4 separate regions of the Mus musculus genome follow, and all the other regions are linked to region 2. A link is a contact called in public Hi-C and HiChIP or PLAC-seq data. All regions are on one chromosome and are shown on one strand. Each heading gives the region's core, a stretch centred on a gene start, on an enhancer-like site or on the middle of the called end of the contact. The rest is flanking DNA. Distances are from core to core; before and after follow the strand shown. Region 1 overlaps Pvt1 (Pvt1 oncogene). Region 2 has its middle 16 kb from the start of Gm22521. Region 3 overlaps Pvt1 (Pvt1 oncogene). Region 4 overlaps Pvt1 (Pvt1 oncogene).

Region 1 (7,683 bases), core at 1,478-3,977, 670 kb before region 2:
ATAGGCAGTACCATCCTTTAGCCTGTGGGCCTAGACTCCATAGAAGCCAGCCAGCATATTCTCTCTGTGTGTCTCTCTGTCCTTTTCTTTCTTCATTGGCATGAGCTGTGTGCTTCATTACAATCTTGCCACAATGGACTGACCACAAGCAGAAAATAGCATTTTTCCCTAATGTTATCCCAGGTACTATTTCACGGCAAGAATTAATAACCCCTCTAAATCTCCAACCGTGATGATCTCAAGGAAGTCCTGATCTGCTTTCCACAAGCAACACTAAGGCACTCTCTGGGTCTAGATAGCTGAGCTCCAAACAAGGACAGAGGGTTGCCATGCCCCTGAACACGGGGTCCTCTGCTCAGTTTTGAGATTCAACCATGGAATCATCACCACCATCCCACCCCTACCCCTCCCTTCCAGTGCATGTGGATGAGAGGGAGATAACCAATCATTTCCTACCTCCAGTTCATCCCTGTCTACCTACTCCACCCGCCTCCTGCCTCGCGCCTCTGAGTCTGGCCACGTGGTCTGCATCCTTTGAAAGGGGACACACTGCTGCTCATCGCCTGCCTGGCTGTGGTGGCTGTGGAGCAGGGACTGAGAATAAGCTTGTGTCCGAGGCAGCCCTCCAAATACAGCATGGCTAGGCTGACCTTTAAATAGATGGGCTCCGAGCCACTCAGTTCCTGGAAGTTTGAAGAAAGTCAGCCTTTAAAGTGATGCGCCTTGCAACCTCAGGAAAGATCTGTGTGTTTGCAAAGGCAGTAATTTACGGCTGCTTTTGCAATTCATGCTATGTGGCTGTGCAGCCGCTGGGAGCCAACATGCCAGTGTTAGGAGGGGAAAATCCTCAAGTATTTTAATATACCCCTGCTTGAAGCAAGATAAACATATGTATTGTACTTTGCGACAGAGGCGTGGTGAGGCGAAGGCAGAGGCCTGGCAAGGCATGAAAGGTCCTTTGAAGCTAAACTGTGAGGGTTTTCTTTCCTCCTTTTTTATTTGTAAGCAAAGCTGGCATGGGCGGATGATGCTGGGCTCTACTTGGCTGGAGAGCAACTAGTGGCTCTCAAGACCAGCAGACTGCCCCATCCCTCCCTAAGCCATAAACCACCAACCTCCATCTTGCCTCGTCCCACTAGAAATGATGAAACGGAGGTTGTTATCACCCTTGACATAGATGAAGGACTTTCTTCCAGGAAACTTTCTCCGTCTCGTATCTCACTTTGCAATCATGCAAAGGGAAAAGGGCTAATAAAGGTACATAGTATGAGCTTGTCATGGGGAAATGCTTTTGACAGCTCACACGGGGAGCCATGCTTCGATAAAAAGGGCTGATATAGCAAGATCATGAGAGCTAAGGCAGGATGCTGGAATAGGGCCAGAAGGAAGGAGTCCGCAGAGATGTGGGGACGGGCTCCGAAACTGAAATCCAGATAGCTGTGAGCTTGAGCGGGAATTGACAGATGTCAGTTACACATCAGTGTCTGCCTTAGATTTTACCTTGAAGTAGACTTCTCCCAGGGTCCTTGAGGTGGGAAACTCATACACAGCACACAGGAGTGATGAGGCATGAGGTCAGGTTCTCTGCTAACATGACACAGGGACCAAATATTTTGTCCTGCACCTCCAACTTTCTAAAACTCTCTGAATTTTTTTTCCCTTTGATGAAACCTCAAACAAACCTGGCTTCAATTCTGATTTTTTTGTTTGTTTGTTTTTCTTTTCCTTCCTTCCTTCCTTCCTTCCTTCCTTCCTTCCTTCCTTCCTTCCTTCCTTCCCTCCTTCCCTCCCTCCCTCCCTCCCTCCCTCCCTCCCTCCCTACCTCCCTCCCTCCCTCCCTCCCTCTTTCTTTCTTTCTTTCTTTCTTTCTTTCTTTCTTTCTTTCTTTCTTTCTTTCTTTCTTTCTTTCTTTCTTTCTTTCTTTCTTTCTGAGACAGGGTTTCTTTGTGTAGCTCTGACTGTCCTGGAACTCCCTCTGTAGAGCAGGCTGGCCTCAAACTCAAGAGATGCACCTGCCCCTGCCTCCCCAGTGCTGGGATTAAAGGCGCACACAAGCACTGTGCGGCTTCAATGCTGATTCTTCAAAGTCCATGGAGGATTGAGTTCAGCCAGAGACCTGGCTTCAGCTTTTGAAAAGAAGGTGTATGTGTTTGCACATGTATGTGTGGGCGCTGCAAAGCTGGTCTGCACGTGCGGCCTTCCAGAGAATCCCTTTCTTTGCAGCTGATTCTCTCTCCTCTTCTGTACTATATCAAGGGCTGCATCCACTGAATTGATTCCGTTGGATTTGTAGAATCTGCTCAATGTGGTAAGGGGCCACTCTGGTTCATGCAGCAGGATTGCTGTGTTTCTGACTTCCTGTCTCTCTGTGCTTGCTGCTTGTGGGGCATTTCGAAGATGTCTCATTTCTGTGAGAAGGTGTGCTCATTTCGAAGATGTCTTGTGAACTCCAGCCATTTGTTTTCCTCTCCTACACTGCCAGGGACCCCTGGCCAGACTTTCCTGCAGCCTTAGGACCCTGTGTCTTTCTGCTTTACTTCTCTGTCTGTGATAGGGTGGCACCGTGTTTTTTCCTTAGGACCCAGATTGGCATGTATTGAAGGCATACTTTGTGCAGATGGAGACTGGTAGTCTGTCCTCAGAGCAGCAGCCTAACCAGTGTGTGGCTCAGCATGAAGACATGTGAGTCAGTTTCCTCCCTAGCATTGAGCCAGTGAGAATCCACACCCAGACCTCTGCCTGCCACCCTAATGCAGCTCTTGTTTACATAGGCCAGAGGTGCCCCTTCTCATGGGTCTGCCAATCCCCAAATACGGCCACAGCCAGAAAGTGAGAGGGTGCCCCTTATATAAGGCTCTGTGTGCTGGTCCCCAGACAATGCCGTTTCCTCGCCTGGCCATGTGTGACTGCATAACACCCCTTGACTCATTTCCTCTGGAAAACTCGGCAGGGCCACTTTGCCCTGCTTCCTGCTTCTGTCACACAGATTTCCTAGGAATACCACCTCCCTGTGCTGCTTCGGGTGTCTGAGATCTGAGTGGCAGGGAAGCTGCCTGAGGGTGCCCCTGAGCCGTCACGATGGGCATTCTAGAGAAAGAGAGGAGAGATGAGCAGCCTTGGTTCAGTTACCTTGAGAATTTCAATTGAGGAAAAGACAAATGCAAATGTTTCTCCCAAGCTTTGAGCTGGAAATTCTGGACTATTGTCTTTACGAGCTCTGTAAGGTTTAAAAGTCTTTAGATGCTTCCTGAAATTATGGGGACTCCCTTCTTGGGAGGGAGAATCTATTCTTGAGGGATGTGGGGAAAGTTAAAGTGATTTTCAATTCATTTTATGTTTCAGAGACCCTATCTCGTGTCACCTAGGCTGGCCTCAAACTCACTGTGTAGTCGAGGGATAACTGTGAAATGATCCTCCCTGCTTCGTATCCTGAGAGCTGGGATTTGTGGGCCTGCAACATACAGACTGCTGGCTTCGTGATGGTGGCTTGCCAGCTGCTCCCTGGAGAAGCAGTGCTGGGGTAGGACTGACTGACAGTCACTTCTGGGGCAGGCAGGGCTGGAGTTTTGTTCTGTTTGTGCTGCTGTTGCTTCTGCATATGCTGCATATGCTGGGATCCAACTGTCCCTATTTAAATTTTCTTTTCTTCATTTAAGTCTCCCCCACCCCCTCCCCAATAAGAAGGAAGTAAGCAGGGGTGCCTATTAGCTCGTTGATTGCATGGACAGCAGCACATTCACCTGTCTTCACTGTTCTTCTACAGGTTAATTTGATGCCTATTCAGAGAGGCCAGCTAGGTGTATCTCTGTCTGTCTGTCTCTGTGTCTGTCTGTCTGTCTGTCTGTGTATGCATGTGTACACATGTCAGTCTTTTCTATTCTAGATATTCTATTCTCTATTCTAGTTATTCTATATTTCAATTTTTCTATTCTAGATATTTCTAGACAGTATCTGTTGTGTGCTGAACCCCAAGGTAGGCATTTTCATTCATTTCTCAGTATGAATTCAGCCTGCGAGTGACAGATCCTGTATTTCTTGTTGTAAAGGAGTAAATGAAGTTTCAAAGAGACAAAATGCCTTGTCTCCAGTCAATATAGCCGGGAGCTATCAGAATCATACACAAGTCCATCGTCTGGCCTATGTAGAACATACAAGGTGAAGCAATGATGGCCTAGTGACACAGAGCCTCCGGCCGTGTGACCTGGGAGGTACTGTATCTTGCTAAGCCTCAGTTTCTTACCTGGCAAGTGTGATGATCACAATACTTACTTCCTAGGATTAATGAGAACAACCATCACAGCCAGGTCCTTCACATGGAGGAGGGAGTGACCAACCAGCATGTGTGCTTACAATGCCCTAGTTTGGATAAGCTTGACCCAGAGCTCAACTCACCAGCCATGAGATGTTTCTGAACAGTGTTGCTGGGTGCCATGGCCACGAGGACATATTGTGAAATGCGGGCAAGTGGCTCTTCAGGGTGGTGGGTGCTGAGTGAAGAGTCAAGACAAGACAAGAATTAGGAAGGTTGCTTTTTCCAGATAGAAACACTTCAGGCTAGGCCTCTGCTCTGTTCAGTTGGACACACCCCAATGCTCCTTGCATTGGGTCTCACTCGCCCTGGCTTCTTTGGCTGCTCTGATCCTGACTGGTTGCTCTCTGGACCTGGATTATTGTTGTATGAACATTACTTTCATCCCATGTGCTGGGCTTGGAGACATTGCTCCTTCCTCAGAGACAGTCCATCCTCAAAGACCAGCAGGGACAGTGTGGGTTAGCTGTGTTGCTGCATCCTTTCCGGCCTGTTGAATTCCATCATGCATCTGGTGTACAAGCAACAGGCCACATTGGGAAGGGAGCTTTCCCTGGAATGGGAGCGTTTGCTTCCAATTCTTGCACAGGACCATGCTTATTGCATCATCTGGCTTGGCTTCACCTTTGCCGAGCTAGCGACCACCCAACCAGTAATCTCTTCTCAGGCACCTTGCTGGCCACGGATTCTCTTAGTGACAGAGCCCCTGAGAAAAGGCATCTCTGTATGCACACTGACTTGGACCTTTGGAGAGTTTGACACAGAAAGTGGCTTTCAGGTAGAGGAAGACATACATGTCCAGCTCCCAGTTCCCATTGTAACTACAGATCCAGCCACCTCTCTACTCAATTCTGTCTTCTGTAGCCTCCTCATACAATTACCTTACATCACTTGACTCAGTTCCTTTTCCTTAAGATATTTATCCTGCTTCCATGGATACATTGCACCTGCTTGCCCCACCAATAGCAGCCTCACCGGCAATTCATAAGATTGCTGACCATGTCATCTAATTAAAAAAATGTATATTAGGGCATTATCATCTGTAATGTACAGAGGCCAAACTCAAAGCTCAGAAAGGAAAGGTACTTTTGATTCTCACTAAGACTGAGGTACGATATGAATCCCAGTTTCTTTATTACCCTGAATCATGACCCTTTATGGGCTGTGTCTGGCTTGCAGCTGCTTGAACATCTGTACCTGAGCCCATTAGTTTCTTCTTACCCACTTCTTGTTCTGGTTCTTCTTCTAAGGCACCTTCATCCCCTCAAGACTGAAGCCAGCTGGACATCACCGGCTTTGTGTCCTCTACTTGTGACTTCTCTGATGGGATGCTCAAGGAATGAAACCATATGGAGAATAAGGGTGTCCTTATATAGGGCAGGGGTAGGGTGAATCCAATGACCTGTGTTGGCCCCTTATGCCATTTCAGAAATAGTGTACCTCAGCTTTTTCAGTTCAAACTGCCAGTGATGGCAGTTGTAGTCACCTGTGAGCAAAATTAAAAACAGTGGTTTCCACAGAGGGAGTGTGGCCTAGTAGGCTATAGGTCCCAGAGGATGTCCCATTTTGGGGTGGAGCGAGCCAAATTGTATTATATGTCTTCTTGACTACAGATGATGTTCCATGGTTTCAAAAGGCACAACCCTATCCCTATCCACAGCCCCTGAGCAGAGCTGTTTCAGTTGATAAAGGGAGATGCTCCTGAGTGTGGACAGCTTAGGGGTATAAAGGAAAGCCTTACCTTGCAGTTATGTCCTGTGGTTTCACAAATGCATATATTTGAAAGCCTCTAGCAAGACAGATGGCATGAACTCAAATTGAAGATCCCGTTGGGGTTCTGACATTTGTTTTCTTCAAGTGTTTAGAGGAAAATGACCCTTTTAAAAAGTGGTGTCATTTGTTCTGGAAGCTGCAAGACCATAATGCGCAGAACAGAAAGATTTATGCTTTGCTGGACATGAACTAAATTCCAACTCCATTTTTATTGCTTTGTCCAAGGGTCCTCCTGTGACAGGTGCATTGTTTTGTTAGGGGTGATGTCAAGGATGAAGCCGTGGTGTTGTGGGATACAGGCATGCCTTTTACTTTTACAGTCTCTGTTGTTGGATGAGGGGCTGGAGGCGATGGCTTTCCTCTCTCTGTAAGCCAATGGTTACTGAGGCGGAAAGAGCACCTCTTCAGTGGTACTTTCCCCCATCCCACCCTTCCTCATTTAACAACCATTAATAAAGGATCCTCATGTGTAGGGAAATAAGTTAGGGCTCTGTGCCCTGATGAGGTATGGATGGAGCAGAGATGCTCCGTGGAAGCAATCTGTTGAGATATCAGAAGGAGCAGTGTGTGGTAGATAGAATATGGTCTGAAGTGACTGGACAAAGGACACATTAAAAGCCATCTCAGCCAGGTGCAGGATACACTGGAACTTCAATTCCTTGAGCATTGTGGTCCATAAAATCTGCATTTGGTTCTCAGTGGCCCACATGCCCTTTACTCTTCTAGCCAATAGTATTTTCTAGAGCCATCTCCTGCTCCTAGATGTCATGCTCCTACCATCACAATGATGTGATGGTCCTTGTCTAGTTAGGTGGCCCGTGTGAATAAGAGATGGCAGGAACAAGCTTAAGGGAACATCTGAGGGGTTATGCATTCCTGCACACCTCCGGGGTCCTCAGAGTCTAGAGGGGAGTGGTCTCCTTTAGGTAAAGTGCCCTTCCTACTGGACCCCACTCCTTTTTTATAGTCATGGTCACTATTTCAAGTATTCAAAAGAGTAATTCTGTAGATGATCCCCAACTTAGAATAGTTTGCTTTCTGAGTGAGAGATATTATTCTGCCACCATGCCTTATGATGGTTGCTATGAAAATTCAGTATTCAGCATTTAGAAAATGTGAGTATTCAGTCCATTCAAACATGGGGAATACTCAGAATATTTAGGTCAGAGCTCATGATATATCCAGCGTTCAACTTCTGACCATCCCTGTTGGAACTGGTCAGTAGTATACCCTCAGTGACTGTTTGCTGTCCTTGTTCTCATGATGGGAACGATGTCCTTCCGGTTTTCTGGGGTCCCGTGTCCCTGCTAAAGGATTTATCTCTGTAACACCAATGCTTATTACTTTGGTCCTGTGAATGTTTATTTGAGCACTCTGACCAGGCCCAGCATGCCTCTGACTAATTGTGGTCTCCTCAAGTGGGTGAATGAATCTGCCATCTCTTCCCCATTATGCTCAGCCTGCGGCCTCGTGTCCCAGCAGCTCCATGGGCTAGCTGAACCGGTCTTCCCTTGTTGAGCTTTGCTTTAAGTTATATGTCTTGTTGCTGTTATTAAAAAAACCTCCCAAGAAACAAATGTAAAGGAAGAAAAGAGTCATTT
Region 2 (7,075 bases), core at 2,831-5,330:
TGTAAAACCTCAATAGAAACCCACTTTTTATAAACTCATTAAAATATAATTTATAAAATAGGAGTTTGCACTTGCATGCACATATACTTGCAAGGGCATAATGATTACTCTAGAAGACACAACTTACTAAATTAAAAACTTAGTACCATGTCAGGGATATTTTACCATGAGTTATCAGTCAGAGAGATCCTAGAGTTCCCTCTGAATGACATAAACTATTGCCACTGCTCTTGGTTGCCAATCAGAACTAAATAGGGAGAGTATATTGCCAAAGATACAATATACTTCTGTTGTAGAACATAGAAAAGCAAGTCTGGAACTAACCTCATAACTTCCTATTAATTCGCTAATATCTGTAATGCTATGCAGGCCACTATGGGAGAAAACAAAATCAATGGTATTCCTGCTGCCAACTCTGTAATCTACAGACCTACTAGCTAAGATGTGTGTGCTGGTACAATAGTGACATGAAGGTTATAGGAGTAACATATGACATTTGGATTGGATTTGAGGCTTCCAAATGTAATGAATGAATGAATTCAGGCCTGCTACTGTAAACATTGTCAAAAGCCTATGGCTCAGAAGGTCACAGAAGAAGGATCCTACTACTCTTATTTTGCTAAACCACATGCTGTCAAATTGCCATCTAAGTATTTACATTTATACCCATAACCTATGGTTGCCTTTATCCTTGTCCAGAGATTGCTTCTCTATGTGGAGAGCAGTGGTCAAAGTAGAGACTTGCAACTGGTCAAATTGCTGAAGATAAATTTCTACTGGATGCTAAACAAGAAGAGGGACATCTGTACTGCCATTCTCAAGGCTCAAGTAAGATCGTAGGAGAGGGACAGAGAGAATATATAAAGTTAAAGGATAGGAAATAGTGTTGTAAAATGCTGTCTTTAGGACATGATGTGGACATTGTACTCATGAACTCACTGCAAATGATCAAGCCAACACAATGGGTCTACATTCTAACAGCCAGAACCCACTGAGATCAGGGGGTTAAGGAGACAGTGTGAAGTGGGGAGAAGAGAGTACTGGGAATGGATACCTTGGGGAGTTGGGAAGGAATAGTTGGGCATATCTGGGGTAAGTAGGAGAGAACAGTTAAGATGCATATGCCCAAGGTGCATCATTTCCATGCGTCAATCTGTCACAAGACAAATGAATGATATTCAATTTTAAAAAGAAACTTTCAACCAAAGAGTACCCATGGAGGGACCCATGGCTCCAGCTGCATACATAGCAAATAATGGCCTTGTTGGGCATCAATGGGAAAGGAGAGGCCCTTGGTCCTGTGAAGGCTCGATGCCCCAGTATAGGGGAATGCTAGGGAGTGGGTGGATAGGTGGGGGAACACCCTCATAGAAGCAGGAGGGAAGGGCTTGTAAAGGGAAAACTGGGAAGGGAGTTAACATTTGAAATGTAAATAAATAAAATAACCAATAAAAAATAAAGAAAAATAAAGAAACCTTTGTCAAGGCATGCACAACATGTCTCCATCATTAAACTTACCTTCCTTTGCCAAAAAGATTCATGAGATAGTGATCAGCACAGAGAGAAACACAAAGATGAGTAAGATGAATGTGTGCATGCACACACACACACACAGAGAGAGAGAGAGAGAGAGAGAGAGAGAGAGAGAGAGACAGACAGACAGACAGATAGACAGATGGACAGTCAGATAGACAGACAGACATAGTATTATATAATGTGCTGCATGATGCCCGGTACAAAGATTTTATCTATTTCCCAAGTGCACATGCACACTCACATGATCTCAATATGTAACATGTTTCTGTTCCTAGACCTAATATGTACCATCCACTAGCCTCAAAGCAAACACTTTTTAATTTCTCGTTTGGGAAAAATAAAACTAATCTAGGAGACAAAAGACAATACAGCAACATGGAGGACTCATCTATTTACAATTAGATATAGACTATGCTTTTTATTTTAGAATTAATATGCATCTCACTAATGCCCAAAATGAACTCACATTCTAAAGCTGGGTTAGGAGAAAGAGAAAGGGGAAGACCCCTGAGATCTGTGAATGACAAGGAAGAGGTGTGTTTGCACTTTTCACCAAGAAAGGCTTGAGAGAAGAATGCAAGCAATCCTTCTTGTGGAAACAGGGTAGTTCTCTGTGGTAAATCACCTGCCTGGGGCTTCCCCAGATCAAGAACACCGAGAAAGAGTTGCAAGCCCTTGACTAGAAAGACCATATTAGGGCTGAGGACCTAAAGTCCATCTGAATCTTATTGCTCTTATTGCTATTACATGCTCCTTTGAGGAGAGATTGTAAACATAATAACAATCATATTATCCCACTACCTCTTGAACAGATTATCTTTGCTGGTTGAATGTGTGTGTGTGTGTGTGTGTGTGTGTGTGTGTGTGTGTGTGTGTTTGCATGCACATTTTAGGAGAGTTTATTTACATTGGTGACTCTATTCCAGTGTATTTGACTCTTCTGTGATAAAAGAGGAACAGAAAAATGAGACTGAGAAAAGATAAGGTAAGAGTTGTCAGATCATCATTCCGGTAATTCTTTCTTCTAGACACCAGGCAAGGCAATGCACTTGGACCTAAAAACACACAGATCAGCAAAGCCTATTCTAGAGGCATCTATGGTCTAGATAGAGTAACCTAGGGCTTAGAGAGTATTATGAAAATGGTATCTATATTCTTAGGAATAAGGAAGGCACAGTGCTTAACACTGCATAGTTGCCCTATAGCAAGCAGAAACTAATCAGTATATTGCCAAAAGCCACAGGTGGCAATCCCTAGTTAGGGGATTCCCTAACTAGTTTGCTTTAGGCCATTACCTGGGTCCAGCTGGCCCAGCTGGCCCAGGTGTTGAGGTAGGGATGCACAGACATTCCTGTTAGTACTTCCTTCATGCAAATTCACATCCTCTCTTGATTAAAAAAAATCTCTATCAAATAAGTCTCTTGATAAAATTTTTTAAAGCAAATTCCTTTAAGGAAATGGATCAAGATATACTTCTAAACATATAAAAAGTGACGAAGTGACAATTTAGTAAGATATTAAAATCTTCAAACCCATGAACTTCCTGTTTTACTCTTCAAAAATGATTAAAGAAGACCGTGGTGTTGGAGACGATAATGATAGCCACCACAGTGTAGATAAAGTCAGTAAGAATAACAGGCATTGGAGGCATTCTCAGAGCTTCCTATGTCTAAGAATTTTGTATGCATTTCTGTGAGACCGTTATCCTGTTTCAGTTTTGCAGATAAAGAAATAGGACACTTGTTTGCCTCAGATCACACACATTTTCAAAAGGAGGACATGTGTTCAAATCTAAGTGTGCTTGACTGCAGAGTCTAAGTCCCTATCTGTTGTCTGCCCTGTGTGTGAAAGGAGATGCTGAGCTCTACTCCAAAGATCTCCACTACCTCATGGAGAAGTGAGGAAAGACAAGAAGGAAAATGAGGGGAAATGTCCTCTCAGAAGGGCAAAGAGGTAAAAGATTACATACTCTGTTAATGACTTCTATTAGGCGTTGCAAATCATTCCCCTACCCCACCCCAGACTCCAATAGTTTGTCCGTGTTCATGGCTTAGTCTCCTTGAAAGGTGTTTTTCAACCCATCCATATTCTCTCTAATTGGGTGTCAACTAAAATATCAGTTAGCGACTTCCATTAATAGACAATATTGCAAACTACAAAACATCTTTTCCTACTCTCTAGCTTCACACATGCAGGTGAGTTGCACTGAAGACCAAATATGAAAGAAAGAGAATCGCATTTACCCAGCTCAAGTAAAATGGGTAAATGGCTTTGCAGTCTCCCTCTGCTTGTCTGGCTCCACATGACATCTTCCTTGTGGAAAGTGCTTTATATATGTCACCCTGACCTCCATTTCCTCCCATCTACTATGAAAACTTGCTTAATGAGATTCCCGCCAAAAAGAAAGGTTATCTAGAACTTCAAAATTATTAAGAAAAGGAAGTTTGACTCGCTTGTGGAGGCTTCTCTTAAAGTACTATATATAGCAGTTGCTTTTATGTTCATAGCTACAGAGAAATACAACTTCCTGCTTTCTCTGAAAAATGGTGTTAGAGCTTGCAAGCTGGGGCTAGGCTCTAAAAAAATACTTGCATCCAGGTCATCAGCCTATGTGACTCATTAGAAGTCTGTGACTATGCAAAGCAAAAATGAATTTTTTTTTTTATCGTGGACCTTAGTCTTCACTTCAATTTTCTAATCCCAGGGAATTGTATATATTTTGTCTCTGAATTACTATTTTAATAATGTGTTAACAATAGAATTAGTCTATGACTTTCATCATCATTTCATTCAATGATTTTCCAATATGTATGACCATGTTGCCATTGTTTCTGAATAAATAGGCAAAGACAGAAGAGAACTGGTATTGAACATGGAATTAGAATCTATTTATCTTGGTCAGCTTACTTGTGTTTTTTTTTTTTAAGATTTATTTATTTTATATATGTGAGTACACTGTCAGACCACACCAGAAGAGGACATCAGAACCCATTACAGATGGTTGTGAGCCTCCACGTGGTTGCTAGGAATTGAGCTCAGGACCTCTGGAAGAGCAGTCAGTGCTCTTAACCACTAAGCCGTCTCTCCAGCTAGTCTTGCTTTTTCATCTGCACACAGGCCTTAGGAATATGCAAGTGTTGATAGCGAGACATTTATTAGTAAGGAGTCAGAGTTAATTGAACATCAACAAAATTTATTTTCTGCATTACGCTCTGAGTGTCAAATAAATATTTATTCCTACAAACATGAAAGTCACTTTTCTCATGCATTTTCTCATAATGTGTTATTTTTCATGGGTGGCAAATAAGTTGTTAAAATAACTGAACTACTTTTAAATAATATCTAAAAAAAAAAAAAAAAACCTCAGCTTTTAGTAATGCTAACTTTGAGTAATTGGATAAAGTGTGGTGTCAGACTTCATCAGTGCAAAGTCCCTTTTTCTCTGATTGTGTTCATTAAATTATCTGTTAGAAAACAATGCTGAAGTTGGAATGAACTGATAACAGGTGATTCCTAATGAGATGTGCTGACATTACTTGGGAATGCTTATGGCCAAGATGTGTAAATGAAATCTAATTGCTAAAATATATGAGGCTTAGGAGTCAACCTCTAAAGCTGTATACAAAAATGAGTGCTGAGTAATCTCTAAAAGTGTTAGTATTGGTCTGGGAAAATGACTCAGTGAGTAAAGGGCAGCCTGAGAAAGCATATAGACCTGTGATCCGATCATTAGTGCCCATATCTAAAGCTGGGAGCCGCCATGATTATCTGTTACTGCAGCACTGGAAAGCAAAGACAGCTGAATTTCCAGCTGCAACTCTGGGCTCCAGGTTCATTGAAACGCTAATTAAATAAAAATTTGGAGAGAAATTAGAGGATGACACTGACAGTCTACCCCCAACCTCTCCTCTACATTTGCATATGTGGGCAATCACATGTGCCCACATATGTATCACTCACACACACACACTCACAGCCAGTGAGAGGAAAAAACAAACAAACAAACAAACAAACAAAAAAAAAAACAGGAGGGACTAGGGACCATTCCCAAGTAAGAACAAGAAGAGACACAGCACACAGCATCACAATATAATATGTGGTCTTAACTTAGATCCTAGACCAGGAATAACTGTTATTACAACTTATTAATAGCCAGACATGTAGCTATCTTATGCCTCTAAATCCTCGAATTTGGGAAGCAGAAACAGGTAGATCTCTGTGAAGTCCAGGACAGCCTAGTCTACATAGTGAGTTCTAGGCAACCAAGGGAACACAGAGAAACCTGTTGAAAGAAAGAGACAGGGAGATATTTATTGGGAGAGTTGGTGAAATCAAAATATAATCTGTTAGCCAATTACAAATGCTGTGTTGTTGTCAAATGTAATGTTTTTCTTAAATGTCCAATGACATGGAAATGAATGCCTTTCACTGTTACAAAGTCAGTGTTCTTGTTCTTAGGAAATGCTTGTGTAATATTTGGCAGCTTACTATTACCTCTTTCATGAGGGAGGTAAGGGCAGAAAAGAGGGAGAGAGGCAAAGAGGAGAAAGGGAGAGAGGGGTGGGAGACAAAGGGAGAAAAAGAAATATAGAAAGGGAGAAAAGGGGGAGGGAAACAAAAGGAGAAAGAGAGAGAGGAAGGGGGAGGGTGACGGGTAGGGAAAGAGGGGAGGGAGAGGGGGAGGGAGAGAGAGAGAAGGGAGGAGAAGGAGGGAGAGAAGGGTAGGGGAAGAGGAGGGTGAGGAGGAGGAGGAGGGAGAGGAGAGAGAGAAGGGAGAGGAGGAGGAAGATGACAAGGAAGAGGAGGAGGAGGAAGAAGAAGGAGACTGTCACAGTAGAGCACACAAGTACTTTAGTAACTGAGAAGCTAAGGGAGGATAATTCTGAGTTCAAATTCTGTCTGAAGAAAAATAAAAAAAATTTGAGAAGTGGTAGTCTGGATTAACAGCATATAGGGTTTTTAAAAATATATAATTCCTCTAAAGATTTTTGAGTACCAAATTATTTTAAAACATAAAAGTTGGAACAATTGAGTAAGAAACAAATCCTCCAGGAAAGAGGAGCTAAAATGAAAAATCAACTTGCTATTATGTTTTTAAGTGCTCGAGGGAATTTAAAGTTCTTCTTTTTTTTCATGACTTTCCTTGGCTGAGACTATGGCTTAATTGCTGTGCTAATCCTCTCATGTTCCACCCAGCTAGAGCTTCTTTGACACAGATGGTGACTGAGGCAGGGCAGAAAGCCAGAGAATAGTCAAACAGCTTTCTGAGCTCCCTCACATAGCTTTGACACTTTCCTAACAAGACACATCACCAAGTAATCGAGACTTATTGGATATTTCTTGTGTTCTAACAACCTTTATTGGTTACAAAGATGTGTACAATGTGTCTTTCCTCAAGAAATTTATAGCTAGGTTTGGGAGGGACTCATGCCATGTGTAGGCACAGCAGCAAAAAGCCAGTAGTATCCCCTTGAGATAAGCATAGCTGCTATCAAGGAAGAAAAAAATGGACAGATTTATTTATTTATTTATTTATTTA
Region 3 (7,110 bases), core at 3,504-6,003, 700 kb before region 2:
CTTGGATATGGAGCCTTCTTCATTCCCGTTCATCCTATCGCTCCTGTGACTCATTCTGCCTTTCTGACCTGTGCTGTAGATATGGGGCTGGTTCCTGCCTGGTAAAGGTGTTAGGAGGTTTCATTGTGTTGTGGCTGTTGGTGTGCGAGGCCTCCAGTCTCCATGATGCTCGGTGGACGTGAGCTTTCGGAGGTAGCATCACTGTGACCTGACGGTTAAGCAGAGAGTCTGATGAAGTAACTCATCCTCTTTGCTCTATACTAACCCTTCCCTTTCTTGACATGCCTGTGGTCTCCTTCCAGCCTGCAGGGAGCTGACTACTTTCTTCCTCAACTTCCTGTGGCCCAGAGGCCTCTGAGCCCTTCTCATACTCAAGATTCTTAGTGGCCGGGTGAGAACTAAGCACTGAGGTTTGTCCTAATTCCTTTCCCAGCTTCTCTAGTGGTGGTAGGATCTGTTCTCCTAGGCTAAGACGTGGAGACCCCCTGGGAACTGCAGTGGCTTCTTGCCCACTCTGATCTGAGCAGTCCTGTAAATAAGGAAACCAAACCCTTTGTGGGAGTCAGTTTTATTATCTCTATGAACAAATACCCAAGGGGGAAAAAAATAAAGAGAGAAGGGTTTTGTATTAGTTAGGGTTCTCTAGAGGAACAGAACTTATAGAATGAATATGTATATATATAGATACATATATTCAAGTTGACAACCAAGAGTAGCCATCCCAGAGATAGTTTAGCTCACTGTTTCAGAGGGCTCAGTCCATTTTGGCCCTTTGCTGCAGGACAGTCGTGCCAGTAGCAGCCAGGAAAAAGCAGATGCCTGCTCCAGGCTGCCTTTCCCATTTCTTCCACACAGATCCAAGTCCTTGGGATGGAAATGCCCACGCTCAAAGCGGATCTCACTCCCTTAGTTAATCCTTTCTGTGCACACCCTCACCAACACTCTAAATGTGGTCTGATGATCTTCCTGGTGCTCCTCGGTGGGTTAGGTTGAAGACCAAGGTAAATCTTCACACCCTTTGTGAAACTCCAGTGAGTCCATGTAAGCATCGCATGAGCCTCATGTACGGGAGTCCCAGCTGTCCAGGGTGATGGTGGCTCTGCGTGCATTGTTTTACATCCTGTCCTTTTTGTAGATCTCAACAGATGAACCCAGGGGACATTTGTTGTTTTTAACTGAACAAAGATAAAAGTTTTAAAATTTATTTATGTATATGAATGTTCAATGTATATGCCTATGTGACAGAAGAAAGCATTGGATCCTATTATTGCTGCTTGTGAGCCACTGTATTGTTGCTGGGAATTGAACTCAGGACCTCTGGAAGAGTAACCAGTGGGCAGTGGTGGAGCACGCCTTTAAATTAATCCCAGCACTTGGGAGGCAGAGGCAGGCAGATTTCTGAGTTCGAGGCCAGCCTGGTCTACAGAGTGAGTTCCAGGACAGCCAGGGCTACACAGAGAAACCCTGTCTCGAAAAACAAGAACACAAAATGAGTAACTAGTCCTCTTAACCACTGAACCATCTCTTCAGGCCAAAGAGATTCTTTTCTCTTTCTGCCTTTCTGTCTTCCCTCCCTCCCTCCCTCCCTCCCTCCCTCCCTCCCTCCCTCCCTCCCTCCCTCCCTCCCTCCCTCCCTCCTTCCCTCCCTTCCTCCTTCCTTCCTTCCTTCCTTCCTAACTTTATTTTATTCTATGGATATGGATGTTTTGTCTATATGTTTGTATGTGTACCATGTGTGTGCCTAGTGTGAGTGAAGGTCAGAAGAGGGTGGCACATCCCTTAAAACTAGAATTCCAGATGCTGTGCCAATAACTAAACCCAGTTCTGAATCCAGGAACAGCATCTCTCAGTGCCTCAAAGACATACTTTCAAAGGATGTGCTAGAGGCCCGAAGGTCTTCACACTCTGGCTTATTGGGTCCCTGACCCAATTCATATTCCATTCCCTGAGTGTGAGAAGGAGCCAGTGCTAGAAAGCTTGTGCATCCTGAAACAGCTGATCTCTGTTAAGGCAGCAGCTTGGGGAAGAAAGGAAAGGAAGGGAAAATGAAGTCTGTCTACAGAAGGATAGTTACAGTGTTGTCTGAGAGCAGACCCTGAAATGTCTTTCTAGTGTAGACAAGACCTAGACTTTGGCATACAAGTACCTGGTCTCCATGACTGCTGCTTCTGTGCGTCAGGGAGGAAGGAAAGGAGATGTCTTCATTGTCAAGTTTAAGAGGCTGTAATTTTCCAATTGAGGGGGTATTTGTGGGAGGCAGTGAGGCTGGGCCAGCCTTCCCTCCCAGGACCATTTGCTAGCCCCTGCAGTCAGTACTGTGGTCCGTGGGCTGCGTTCGTTATTCAGGCATTCTGATGGACTTCTACTTCCCGGGTTGGAGACTGATATTGTTGGACAGTTCTAGAAGTTAGAGAAGGGGAGTGAGACACTCATATGTGTGTGTACTTATATGTAGTGTCATGGAAGAATGGGGACACACTGGGACACAAAATGGGTACTGGGGAAGACTTCTGAGCTTCATTTTCTGCTAACTGTAGCACCTTGTGTTACCCCTGCAGCTTGCAAAGCATCCCCTGGACCCGTGTTCAAGGGAGTTCAGACACAAAGCCCTTTGCTCTATTGCTGGTGGGTAGGACACTGAAGCAGCCTGCGGTTCTCATCAGTATCTGCTTGCAGGCGTCAGCTGGTACAAATACCTAGGAGGGAGGGTGGTCAAAAAGGAAGTGACACATTTGGGCCTGACAGTCTGGGAGACAGAGAGGAAAGAGGCACAGCCAAGAGAAAGGACCCCGGGGCTGTGCTTTCTCGTGGGGCAATTTTCTGTGTCACAAAGCCAGAGCTTGCTTCCTGATGAAGCCACCCCCTGGATGTCTTCCAGGCACGGCCAGCTGACAGCAGCAGCTTGTGACAAGATGGTGTGGAGAGTCCGGGAGCCCCTGTAGATGCCCATTCTCAAGTCAGAGGGCCTGTTTCTATGTCTTGATGGTCCCGTGGTATACTTTCCCAGGAAAGTCTTAAAAAGTGTAAGCCCTCTTTCACACACACACACACACACACACACACACACACACACACGCACACTAGCAGCTCAAGCACATAAGTGGGCACATGCACAGTCAGATGTGGAGCCAGCAAGCACCTGGATAGACAGAGTATTACCCCTTTCAGAAGGTCTGCTCCCACACCAGTTACTCAGTGTAACTTAGTTTTGCTTTCTTCTTTTGCTATTTTAATTAACTATTGCTCTTCATTTGTGTGTGCATGCACACATCCAAGGAGAACTTTGTGGAATTGGCTCTTTCCTTCTACCCTGTATGTGGGTTCCAAGGATTGAACTCATGCCACCAGGCTTGTTGCACCACTTGTCTTGGCTTCTAAGAGCACAGAGAGGTTTATTTAGGTTTTTTTTTTTTTTTTTTTGTGTGTGTGTGTGTGTGTGTGTGTGTGTCATGGTAAATACACATTCCTGTGGTCTTTCTTTGTCCGCCGCTCTCTGCAGCCTCATTGATCTTTGCAGTAAGTGCTATACACCGCTGAGACTCAGTTGGTGCTCATTGCTCCTTGGATTCTCCGTGTGGTTTTAAAGCTTATCTTATAGCGTCTGTACCCTTCTAGAGAGACAGACATTCAGGGTTGAAGACACTTGAAGCCCTGGTGTGGCAAGCCCCGCCTTGATGTTTTCTGACAGACAAGAGTACGATGAATTATCTTTTCTCCTGAGCATCCTCACTGGCTCTGTTCTTGGTCAGGAACCACCCCTTGATGAGAGGAATGCTCACCCAGTCATGTGAGAATTCTTCTTCAGGTCCTAGAACTTTAACGGACTTGATCCAGCAACGTAAACTTTCCTTCAGGGCTTGAGATTTGTCTGTTGGCCTCTGTAAATGTTTAACTATGTCTTTGCCCCCTTATTGCTAACTGAGGTTGTGCTGAGAACCACAGCTGTGTCTTTCCTCTGCATGTCTCTTCCCCCTCTTAGAGATTAAATGGACTCCAGGTCTGAGAGTCAGCTGCTGGACTCCCCTGGTTGCTACCCTGGGCCTCAAATTCTGCAACCAAATAATAACCATTTATAATTCATAGCTCGATCTCTCCCTCTCCCTCTCCCTCTCTCCCTCCCTCCCTCCTTCCCTGTGTGTGTGTATGTGTCGATGAAATGAGATTGTATATGTAGGAAATGTCTAAAATTTTAATCATAGCCATCTTGGGTAGGTACTCTTCTTAAGGTAATGCAGGATGCTGGATCGGGCCTCTGATTGGGAAGACAGGTGACTGCCTACCTGGCGTCTGCTGTTCTCTTCCTATAGTGCATCACACTTACTGTCTGTGCCCTGGTGCCCCCCCCCCCCCCAATATTCTAGGAACTTCACTGGGAAATGCTTCTAGTGGGATGAATGACAGATGCTCTGCGAAGTGCCACTAGCGCTCTTAGGTGGTTAGGGAAGGTCAGGCCCCAGCCTCTGTGGTTTCTAGGATAATGTGAAAACACTGGATTGAGGAGACCAGCTTAGTAGCTGGACCAGTCTAGAAGGGCCCAGGAATAGCTGAATAAATAAGAGTAAGAGCCCCTAGGCCCTGTCCTGGAGAAGCAGCTCAGGCAGTAGGGCAGAACTTGGAGCCAGGCCAGCCTTTTGTGGTTGCTTTTAAAAAGAAACAAAACAAAGCCTGACTTCCGACCAGCTGACCCCTAAGCCTCTAAGCCTAGTAGCTCCCTGCTGGGACCTTTCAGACCTGCAGGGGAGCTTGGCTGGGTGCCAGGCCTGGCCTTCTGTCAGCCAAAGCAAGCCAGAGACTGACGCTCTCTCTCCCTCATCCATACTGTTGGTTCAGGCAGGCCCTATTCTCCTCCCAGCCAACTCTGAGGCTCTCCTGCCTGGAGGGTTAGCGACTGGGACCCAGTGTCCGTCGATGAAGGCTTTCCCCACACCATACCCTTCCTTTACCCCTAGGCCTTCCACTCACCCATATATATATATATATATATATTTTTTTTTTTTTAAGCACATTCCTCTGTGGACAGGTCAGGGTCAGATATAAGGAAGAATTGTTGATTGCTACTGTAGTCTGTGATTGTGCCAAAGTGGTTTTCTTCTCCCTTGTCTCAGGTCTGATTTTCTTAACTCTACTACGGTAAGAAGATGCCCTCCATCAGCAGGCCGTGTCTGCTGGGACCTCTCTGGAGACTTCCTGAACCCTGTGGATTTACAGTAAGATGCAGTTTCCTGGGGAGTAATTCTGGTGGATACAAATTCCGGAGTATTACACCTGGCTTGCCTGGAGATGTTACAAGTAGCTGGATGGATTCTTCAGCCTGGATGCCCACTGAAAACAAGGACCGAAACTAAGAGGATTGTATCTCTACCCTTGACTCAATGAGAATGTTTGTTGTCATCTCTCGGGCTACCTGGAGCTCCCTCTAAAATGTAAGCCCCTAAGACCCATCTCCTTTCAATGCAGTGTTTCTGGTATGTTCCTGTCTTTACACCAAGCTGTCCTGGATGCTGGTTGAGGGCTGTCTGTTGATGTGGCTGCTAGGAAGAGATCTGCTGTCTTCCGTGTCTGTCTATGTGTCTGGTATGACGCTGGGCGCCTGTGGGAGAAAGACAAAAAATAGAAGTTGTTCGAGTTAATGTTTCTTTCTTTTTCTTTTTTTCTTAAAGATTTATTTATTTATTTGTTTATCTATCTATTTATTTATTATATGGATGTACACTGTAGCTGTCTTCAGACAGCTCCAGAAGAGGGCGTCAGATCTCGTTACAGATGGTTGTGAGCTACCATGTGGTTGCTGGGATTTGAACTCAGGACCTTCAGAAGAGTAGTCGGGGTGCTCTTACCCACTGAGCCATCTCACCAGCCCCTCTAAGTTAAAATAATAATAAAAAGAAAATCCCCTCTGGAGCTACCCTTGCCTATGTTGATGGGTACTTACTGATTGAAGGGTCTTATTTCTGTCTAGACCCTAAATACCTCGAAGGCCAAGGCCTGAGGGGGATGACTATGTCTCTGAGACTTAGTGTATACCTGGTACTGGCCTCTCACCCTACAAGGATGATAAATGAAGATGTGATGGTTAATTCATTAAGACACTGGCAGTTCCATAGGGAAGATAGACACAATCCTTTCTTGGCTCTATGCCAAGAGCGGAGAACACCACGGGACCAGATGTTTGGTACCATGTGTGTCAGCAGGTGGCTGTTCTGAGTTTCAATCTCTACTACCCTATGTGACTCAGGGCCAGTGACAATCCAGTTCCCTTCCCTTCTCTCTTTGGCATGACTGAAGTTAGTATTCTCTTCTGTCACAGGGTTGGTGTTGAGGCTCACAACAGGCACTATGTGCTGAATATGTGCCTGATGCTTTGCACAGGGTCAGGACCATGCCAGAGCAGGGCAGCTTCTGGGGAGGGTGAGTGTTGGTTCCTTTAGAAACTTCTGTTTCTAAGCCAAGCCGGGTAAGCAGTGGCTCGGCTTGGACAGTAGGTTAAGGTTCATAGCTCCTGCAGCCCATGGGCAGGCTGAGCATCAAGTCTGCAATGGTTAGCCAGAGGGAGAGAGTAATGGATTTGACAACCGAGGCCTTTTTGGTTCTACATCGGACTGACGGGGAATCTTGACTCCTTAGGGGTTACAAGGTTGGTAGAATCCAGGGATGTTAACTGTAGTGCCAGGCTGCCCCAAGGAGAGTGATAGCCCCAGTAGGAGCTAGCACAATGTTCAGGTCACAATGCTCAGGTCACCGTTCAGCTGCCAAAGTGGAACTTGACATAGGGTCTGCTTGGGATGGGCTTCTTGGTCTTGTGTTCCCATGATGAACTTCTAGGCAGGCCTAAAAGTTCCACGCATACAGAGTCCTGTGTTTATGATATGCTGTTATTCACAGACCCTAGATGTACACCGACTTTATGCTGCAGCAGAGTTCATCTGGTGGGAGGGTGGCCCACGGTGGTTTCCTTGTAGCCCCACCGAACATAGATGTGAGCATGGTCCTTTGGAACAACTGCGTAATTCAGTCCGGCACTCCTTTGGAAGGGTTGTGTGTCTCCACTCTAGAGTTGAGAGTGAGGCTTATGACTTCCATAGGTATATGCTTAGGAGACGGTCAAGCTGG
Region 4 (7,346 bases), core at 4,551-7,050, 560 kb before region 2:
GCTGCCTATAGATCCTGCCTTGTGTAGGCTCAGGGCAGGCATTCCCAGCTGCTGTGAGATGATTATAAGGACATTTCATGATCCTTCTCCTACCTCTTAATGTTCTCACCATCTTTCAACCTTACCCCAGGGAGGACCAAGGTTCTAACCAATGAACTATTTAAATCCATAGTAATTCAGTTTGAGTGCTTTGGGTACCCTGGATTCATATGAGAGACCTACTTTTCTGCCATTGGCCTTGGCTGACATTCTTCTCCTGTCTTCTTCTATTCCCTGTTGATGGATGCTGGCTGACTGAGTCTAGTTTTATGATGAGCACCCTATCCCCATGCTGGGGACTGTGGGAGCATCTCTCTGGTGCGGAGCCTACAATGAGGTGAATGACTCATAACTTGCAGCCACCTTTCATTTCATGAGTGTTGTTATACTCTTTTCCAGAATGACTGTACTAACTTACACTTCTATCAGCCATGCTCAGTGGTTTCTGTTTCCCCATGGCCCCACTGGCACCTGGTATGATAAGATGTGTATTTACCATGATGATCATGTCGGGGCTCTGGGTTGCTTCTTGTGTTGCACATCTTACTTGCCAAAGGGGGTGGGGGAGAGAATCTCTAGTGAAAACCGATATCAGGTAGGCAGACTATCTTATTAGAGAAGACCAACCTTTGCAGAAATTCCCTATAGACTTCGCCTAATCTGGGTTATTGTGTAGCTTGTGCCGGTGTCCTACCAAACAGTCCCCATCACAGATGACAGGATTGCTGTGGTTGCTTGATGCCAGGGTTCACCATTCTGATTATCAAATAGTTCTTTTGAACACATCCCTGTCTGTCCCAAACCTACTAAAATAAATAAATAAATAAATAAATAAATAAATAAATAAATAAATAAATAAAATAAACAAGTGGGCAGAGGCTGCTCAGCAACCAATAATCTGCATCAGTTGTCCACTGTGGTCAATTTCTGAGAGGTGCACACTGCCTTCCCTGTGCTAGCAATCTTCCCCACATCTGTATGATTAACCATTTTCGGAGTTCAAAAGTGATATGTTAATGGGGTACCTGCCCGTTACCATTTGGGATTAGATCTGTCTGGCTCGTTTGAGAAACCTAATGTTCTTTAGAAATTCTTCATACCAGTCAGACATCTGACCTGTTTCACCATAGCTGTTTAAGTTGAGTTTTCTGCATGTCCCCAATGAGAGAATGCAACAGAAAGTTTCAAGGGCAGAACACCACAACTCTGGCCCTGTGCCACAACAGGAAAGGAAGAACACCTGTCAGGGGCTAGGATCTCTGTAGGTAGCTGCTTCCACTTCCTACCCACCACATGGATGATGCTCTGGTAATCCTTGCATTTTCTGACTGACCAAAGGGGAAGACCACTCAAGTGCCACCAATTGTTAAAGTTTGTTGAGTACTGCCAGGTGGCTTGGTGGCTGCTTCAGTCCCTTGTTCTCATAAGTCTCCAGACAGTCTTCTAAGAGTCTGTCTGTGTCATGACAAAACCTAAGTTCCAATAAGAAACCTGCTTCCAGACTGCGAATTGGCTTCGGTAGCAGAGTGCTTGCTTGGCATCCACAAGGCCCAGTTAAAAAGAATTTTACTTCTGGCATTTACTAGCAGGGTGGCTTTAAGCAAGTAACCTCACAGAGATATCCCTTGGCTTTCTTTGCATACCACAGATAATAGTGGTGTGTTTCAAGTACTCAGTGGGTTAATAACATAAATGGCTTAGAATACATCCAAATATTAGATACTTTTTATCATCTTTTAAAAAGTGGAGAAGCAGAAAGGCTAAGAGGAGTCAACTTACCAAATATCAGTCACCTCTGATTATCAGAGCCACAATTAAAGCCCAGAGCGCCTGGTTCCAAAGATGAGCCTTTTAGCATCCTACTCACTCTGGTTCTTAAGAGGTAAAGTATTACAGGGACTAGCATCCTGACTCTCTTCAGCAGGAAAATGCATTCATTCTCAGCCATACTTTTACACACACACACACACACACACACACACACACACACACACACACACGCACGCACGTGCGCGCGCCATCTCTGCCATTGACCATGAAGACTAATGCTTCCAAGACTTACTCAACTTCTGGTGATCACCTGATACAGAACCATATACCTGGGGGAAGACTCATATCAGACACAGGAGGACCCATTAAACACCTCCCGTGCCAAGCTGAATTCTGTAAATAAAAGGCTCCAAGGCCTCAAGGATGCTGCTTGTTCACAGACTTATTCTAGTGTCAAAGAAGACCCTGGTCTCCCTACTCAACACTCCTCACATGGTGTCTAACACTGTCTAGAGCACCAAGTGAGTGTGTACACAGCTCAACTTCCTCAGTGTCCTGGGATATGTGATGATAACAGTACTCCTGTTTTAATTTTTCAGATGTGAAGCGTTGACTTAAGAGATGCCAAGTAACTCAGCAGATGTCACACAGACGATAAATAGCAAAGATGGAAGTCTTCATGCCGGAGGCAATCCTATAAGACAGCTGAGTTCTGCAGAGCTGGTAGGTAAGTGTGCACTTGCCAGAATGCAGTGTGCCCAGAGATGATACTAGATAAGGTGTTGGATGATTAGTGGCTTTTCTCCTGATCTTCTAAGTCTAGATTCCTTTTTCAGACTTTTTTTTTTTACCCCTGTAGGAGACAGACTTGCTCAGGTGATAGATCCAGCCATGATACTGACCCTAAGAGAATGAGACGCTCTGCAGAAGACAGAAGATTCCTGAAACTGGGAAAGGTGCCTAGAAATCCTGATAAGAGTGAAGAAGGTATTTCCCTCCCCTTCCTAGGCATCTCCCACCATATTCAATACTTTCTACAGGGCTCTGGTCATTGGCTGAGCAGTCCTCTTTCAATTTAGTTGGATGGAATATTAGTCTAGAAATTTTACTTTCAATTAAACTCACTTGTTGAACTGCCTCCATCTTCAAAGGATCCCATTAGGGTAATTATAGCCATTGCTACAAGGCATTATTTGCACTCAATTTCAGCTTTTAGGCAATTCAGTTCAAATGGTTCATGTTTTTACTATTTGGAGGTTTGTATAGCTATCATTTTCTTACAGTGCAGATTTCCCATGAGCTGTTGTTAGAAACCCAAATCAAAGCAGCAGTTTTGATAGTGGCCATCCCTGGTCTAGCCTGCTGTCTCTGGCCTTATGTGCTAATAAAAAACAACCAAAGACACAATGTATGAAGCAAGAAAGCAGCCCTCTCCTTTATAGGATCAAATATTTGGAAACTGCGAGCTGTCCTTTATTTATATCATGGTATCTCTTGGCAAATTAACTAAAGCCAAAGGCAGTGAGAATTCCTTCCAAATTGCACAGATTTGTTCTGCTAACTGTTGGCCATAATTATTCTATTTCAAAATGGCAGCCATGACAGAGTTTAGTTGAGATCCTGTTTTGATGGCTACATTTCTCATAAAATGGATTTTTTTTTCATTTTTTTTCTGTTTTCGCATATCCAAGTATATGTGTATACGTGTGAGGTGTATGTGTGTGTGTATGCACACGCTCATATCTCACAACACAGATGAGATCAAATTCTGCCGCTGTGGGTTCTGGAATACAGCTCAGGTCATTAGGTATTAAAGTCAAGTATATTACCCTCTGAGGCATCTTTGGCCTGAGATCACTTTCTTTGTATTGCTAACTCTGTCTTCTTTAATTCATGAACTACAGAGAGGTAGCCTAGCTCATGCTTCCCGATATACTCTCTTTCCCTGAAAGTTAAGACCTCAGCTTGGGGACCAGGACTATATTGTCTCCCGTCACATGTCTACCTTAGAATCAATGCTTGCATGATGAATGGATAGATGGATGGATGAGTTCTCAAAGTACAACTTCTATATTCTCCTTTTTTAAAAGTCGGTGTTTTATTATATAACTATTGAATGAGTGTGCTCATCTTAGAACTTTTTCAAGAAGGCGGAGGTGCTTTTCACGCATCTTTGCTGACCGTTGTTGCCTCATCGTCATCTCTGCTTAGGGACTAATTTGTCACCATTTTGGAGCCCATCTTTGCAGGCCTCTCCTTTGCATTTATGTGTACATCCACACAGAGAACTGCGGACTTATGAGCGGATTCCTTTGCTGTGTAGGTTCTCCACTCTGTTTAAGCAGTTCTGTCTTTGTGTCTGTGTAGCCACAAATTTCCAACTATCCACTGGAGCCTGGTGGGTCCACTTGTGGGTACATTACTCAAGACAATGTCTGCTCTTCTCCTGGAATCTACCAGTGTCCAATATTTCAGCAGGGTAGGATATGGTCCGTGGAGTCTCTCATGTATCCATGATTGACTGATGATAGATAGGCCATGTTTTGGAAGGACCAGAGTAGGCAACCACAGCAGCTGTGAGATCATGATTGCAATGTGTGTGTCATGCCCAAACAATAGCAATCACAACCCTTACCTGTATCTTCTGGCTTTACATTCTTTTCACACCATCTTCTGGGACATTCTCTGAACCTTGGGGGACAATGTTGTTATTCTACTGAGAACTCAACAATTATGTGTTCTCAGCATCCTCTGAAAAGCAAGAATCTGTGCATTTACCACAGTTCATTGCAAAGGGAAACTTCTTTGATTAAGGACAGGCATGCCATTTGTCTTTTAGTGAGTGTGTGTGTGTGTGTGTGTGTGTGTGTGTGTGTGTGTGTGCACGTGCACATGCATGTGCATGTGCATGCTTAAAAAGCAGCTTGACTCCATATCACTTTAATGAAATAATTGTAGTAAAGTTCCCTGTGTAACCTAAGACCTGAGTGATATGGTCCTTCTATGAAGCAGGTTTCAAGTCCAGTCAGGGAGTACTTGGTTACCACCGTATCCGTCATACCGTTACTGTACCACATGGGTGCATCTTAACAGGCAGATTCATAGGGGTCACAGATGGTAAAAGAGCTGTCTTCTCTTTCTCAGGAGCTGGCAGAGCAGCCTTCCTCCGCACTATGAAAGACATCCAACAGAGAGCAAGTTCCCACCTCACTTCCAGCTTGACTCCTTTTTATCTCCTAACTGTGGTCTGTGATGTCTTCAGCAATGGTATTAACTAGTTCTGGTGAGCAGCCAGTAGCAATGCCAAGAGCTTCCTTAACAAGCAGCACATAGTTAGTGATAGATCTCACATCTGTCATAGTGCTTTTAGCAACCCATTGCTTTTAAAGCAGCATTTTCGAGTCATAGGTAATGTAACCTTTTTATTTTTTTTTAAAGGTATTTGGAATTGACTTAATGTGGGAGGTTTCCATATGGTTTTTGCATACACTTGTTTTGGTTAATTCTCACCTCTCCTGTCTCTTCATTTCCCCCATGTCTCACCCCATCTCTGCTTACATCTTTCTATTCTTGCTATTCTCCCTTTCTACTTTCTTATCGCCTATGCTTCACTAGTCTCTTCCGTTACATCATCCTTCTCCCATCTTTGGCTTCCATAGCCACTCCATGTTAAGATTCACTCCACACAAATGTGAAGATTCAAAGATAGGACCTATATGTGCCTGGTATGGTGAAGGGTAAAATATTTGGCAAAATAACACCAAAACTGTAAAACCACACCCACTGGGAATATTTCACCTTGTGTTTCAAGTCTCCCCTCACCTGCAGATAGGTCATCTCATGAGTCTATGACAAGACTTGAGAGACCACGAAAGCCCAGGAGGTTCTGTTTCACAAGAGAATTTTCAGGTGCTCTAGACCTTGATGACACATCCCAAGCCCTACAGAGAGCCACAAGAATGGCCCAGAGGAAATTCTAAACCACTATGACTCATTGGGTAGGCTTTTCTATCCTGAAACCTAAGTAATAGGGTATTCCCCCTCTATGTAGCTCAGGCCCACAAGGGTCACTAGCAGTTCTTCATATGCCTAAGGTGGGTTGCCTTGTCAGGGAAGGCTTGCCTTGCCGTTTGTCAGGAAAACTGGTCCTTAGTCTGTAGATGATGTGGTTGCAAGTCAGGAGGAAGGAAAGATACATAGGAGATGTAACTCTGTGATGATATCTGGGGGCTCTGCGTGCCTCCACTCCTGTGTGTTCTATGGGTTGAGCAGATTTCTATAGGAATGAACCAGTACATTTCTCTGTATACAGATGCTATGGACACATAGCTAAACCTCTTCCATTCTCGGCTTCCTACCAACTGGGTACACTAGGAAGCATGCTATTCAATAGGTGCTCTACCCATTCCTTTCCCTTTTTTAATTGGGAAAAACAAACTAAAATCATGATTTTCCTGTGCGTGATGGGACCCACCTGTTATTCCATCACTTGGGAGAAGGGGCAGAAAGGTGAAGAATTCTAGACAAGCCTGGGTTACAGGGCAAAACTCTGTCACAAAACTTTAGAGGTTTTGAGTTACAGATAACTGGAAGAGATATACACATAATGGGACAAAGGGGATAGATATGATTTCATTGGCAATGTGTACATGGTCAGTTGATGCTATGACTTAGAGAATGATGGAATGCTTGCTGCTGTTAATATCTGACTTTCATGACGTGTATTCGAATATCTTTGTACGTCAATCAATCCAACTGTCTCCTCCCATTCCATATTCATATTCTCAGCCCTTATACCATGTATATTCACAACCTGTAAACTTTCACAAATAAATCAACCTACCCTGTGATTCCTAGATCCTTGATGGGAAAAACTTGATGTAGGGAAAACTCAGATCTAAATCCCTTGACCTCTTAAATTGAGCTTATAAAAACCTCCTTTCTTCGAGGGGCTTCCCTAAGGAATAGCACTTGGGGCTCACACACACACACACACACACACACACACACACACACACACACACATACACACACAGCACTGGTTGAGCTTGATTGACACCAGCTGTTCTAGTCTCCTTCTGTGAGTAGCATACCTCTCCTCCATCAGAAATGTCCCAATGGGAAAGATCTCAAGTTGTAGACAGGCTACACTTACAGGCAGAGATTTCCATTTTCTCCCATGTATTTCCCGACGGAAGGTCCCCTGAAAGGAATTAGGAGAAGTAGAGGTTTGCAGGTTGACTGGGCCAGAAAGCACATTATTAATCTCTCACACTCAGTGGATGTCCACTTCCTATTGATGTTTGCATGCTGGAAGCACATCTGGTGACTTTGCTTTGTCCCCAACAAACATCTGAACTTCAGATGGTTCACTTTGGTTTCGCATAAGCAGTCCTCCGCCATCTAGCTTCCAGCTGTGACTAAGTTCTCCCTAATTTGTAAAATTTAAAGAATGAAAAGCAAGGGTTCCTTGCCCCCCCACCTCTTAAAAAATGAGGTGAAGGTTGCTATTCTTAAGCTTTCCAGCTTTACTACCT

The links. HiChIP or PLAC-seq counts read pairs in DNA pulled down with a chosen protein or histone mark. A called contact is a pair of places that touch in the nucleus more often than the background predicts.
Region 1: a contact with region 2 is called in a RAD21 HiChIP or PLAC-seq map of pro-B cells, with 6 times the contacts expected there. The contact joins two enhancer-like sites. A contact is called at or near these places in 1 of 15 datasets of contacts at CTCF or cohesin (pro-B cells), 2 of 484 Hi-C or Micro-C datasets (bone marrow-derived macrophages and embryonic fibroblasts) and 1 of 115 datasets of contacts at active chromatin or transcription factors (large pre-B cells).
Region 3: a contact with region 2 is called in a RAD21 HiChIP or PLAC-seq map of pro-B cells, with 8 times the contacts expected there. The contact joins two enhancer-like sites. A contact is called at or near these places in 1 of 15 datasets of contacts at CTCF or cohesin (pro-B cells), 1 of 484 Hi-C or Micro-C datasets (epidermal suprabasal cells) and 1 of 115 datasets of contacts at active chromatin or transcription factors (large pre-B cells).
Region 4: a Hi-C map of regulatory T cells shows a contact between it and region 2, with 3 times the contacts expected there. The contact joins two enhancer-like sites. A contact is called at or near these places in 1 of 39 promoter capture datasets (3T3-L1-derived adipocytes), 6 of 484 Hi-C or Micro-C datasets (CD4 T cells, Th2 cells, embryonic stem cells and 3 more) and 2 of 115 datasets of contacts at active chromatin or transcription factors (CD8 T cells and large pre-B cells).

What each region holds. Positions count from the first base shown.
Region 1 is chr15:62,136,549-62,144,231 of GRCm38.p6, forward strand. All of the region lies in intron 1 of Pvt1 (Pvt1 oncogene), which reads left to right. Among named protein-coding and RNA genes, the nearest start is that of Pvt1, 100 kb to the left of the region's middle. Within about 2 kb of position 2,728, at least 73 of the 459 cell types and tissues checked have an H3K27ac peak or open chromatin away from gene starts, as enhancers often do. A contact at or near this core is called in pro-B cells, where this site is marked.
Region 2 is chr15:62,805,456-62,812,530 of GRCm38.p6, forward strand. No RefSeq gene overlaps it. Among named protein-coding and RNA genes, the nearest start is that of Gm22521, 16 kb to the left of the region's middle. Within about 2 kb of position 4,081, at least 30 of the 459 cell types and tissues checked have an H3K27ac peak or open chromatin away from gene starts, as enhancers often do. A contact at or near this core is called in pro-B cells and regulatory T cells, where this site is marked.
Region 3 is chr15:62,102,043-62,109,152 of GRCm38.p6, forward strand. The region is part of intron 1 of Pvt1 (Pvt1 oncogene); the gene reads left to right. Among named protein-coding and RNA genes, the nearest start is that of Pvt1, 68 kb to the left of the region's middle. Within about 2 kb of position 4,754, at least 151 of the 459 cell types and tissues checked have an H3K27ac peak or open chromatin away from gene starts, as enhancers often do. A contact at or near this core is called in pro-B cells, where this site is marked.
Region 4 is chr15:62,239,766-62,247,111 of GRCm38.p6, forward strand. Pvt1 (Pvt1 oncogene) reads left to right here. Exons shown (of 5, transcript NR_132747.1): 3 at 2,409-2,532; 4 at 2,669-2,796. Among named protein-coding and RNA genes, the nearest start is that of Pvt1, 210 kb to the left of the region's middle. Within about 2 kb of position 5,801, at least 27 of the 459 cell types and tissues checked have an H3K27ac peak or open chromatin away from gene starts, as enhancers often do. A contact at or near this core is called in regulatory T cells, where this site is marked.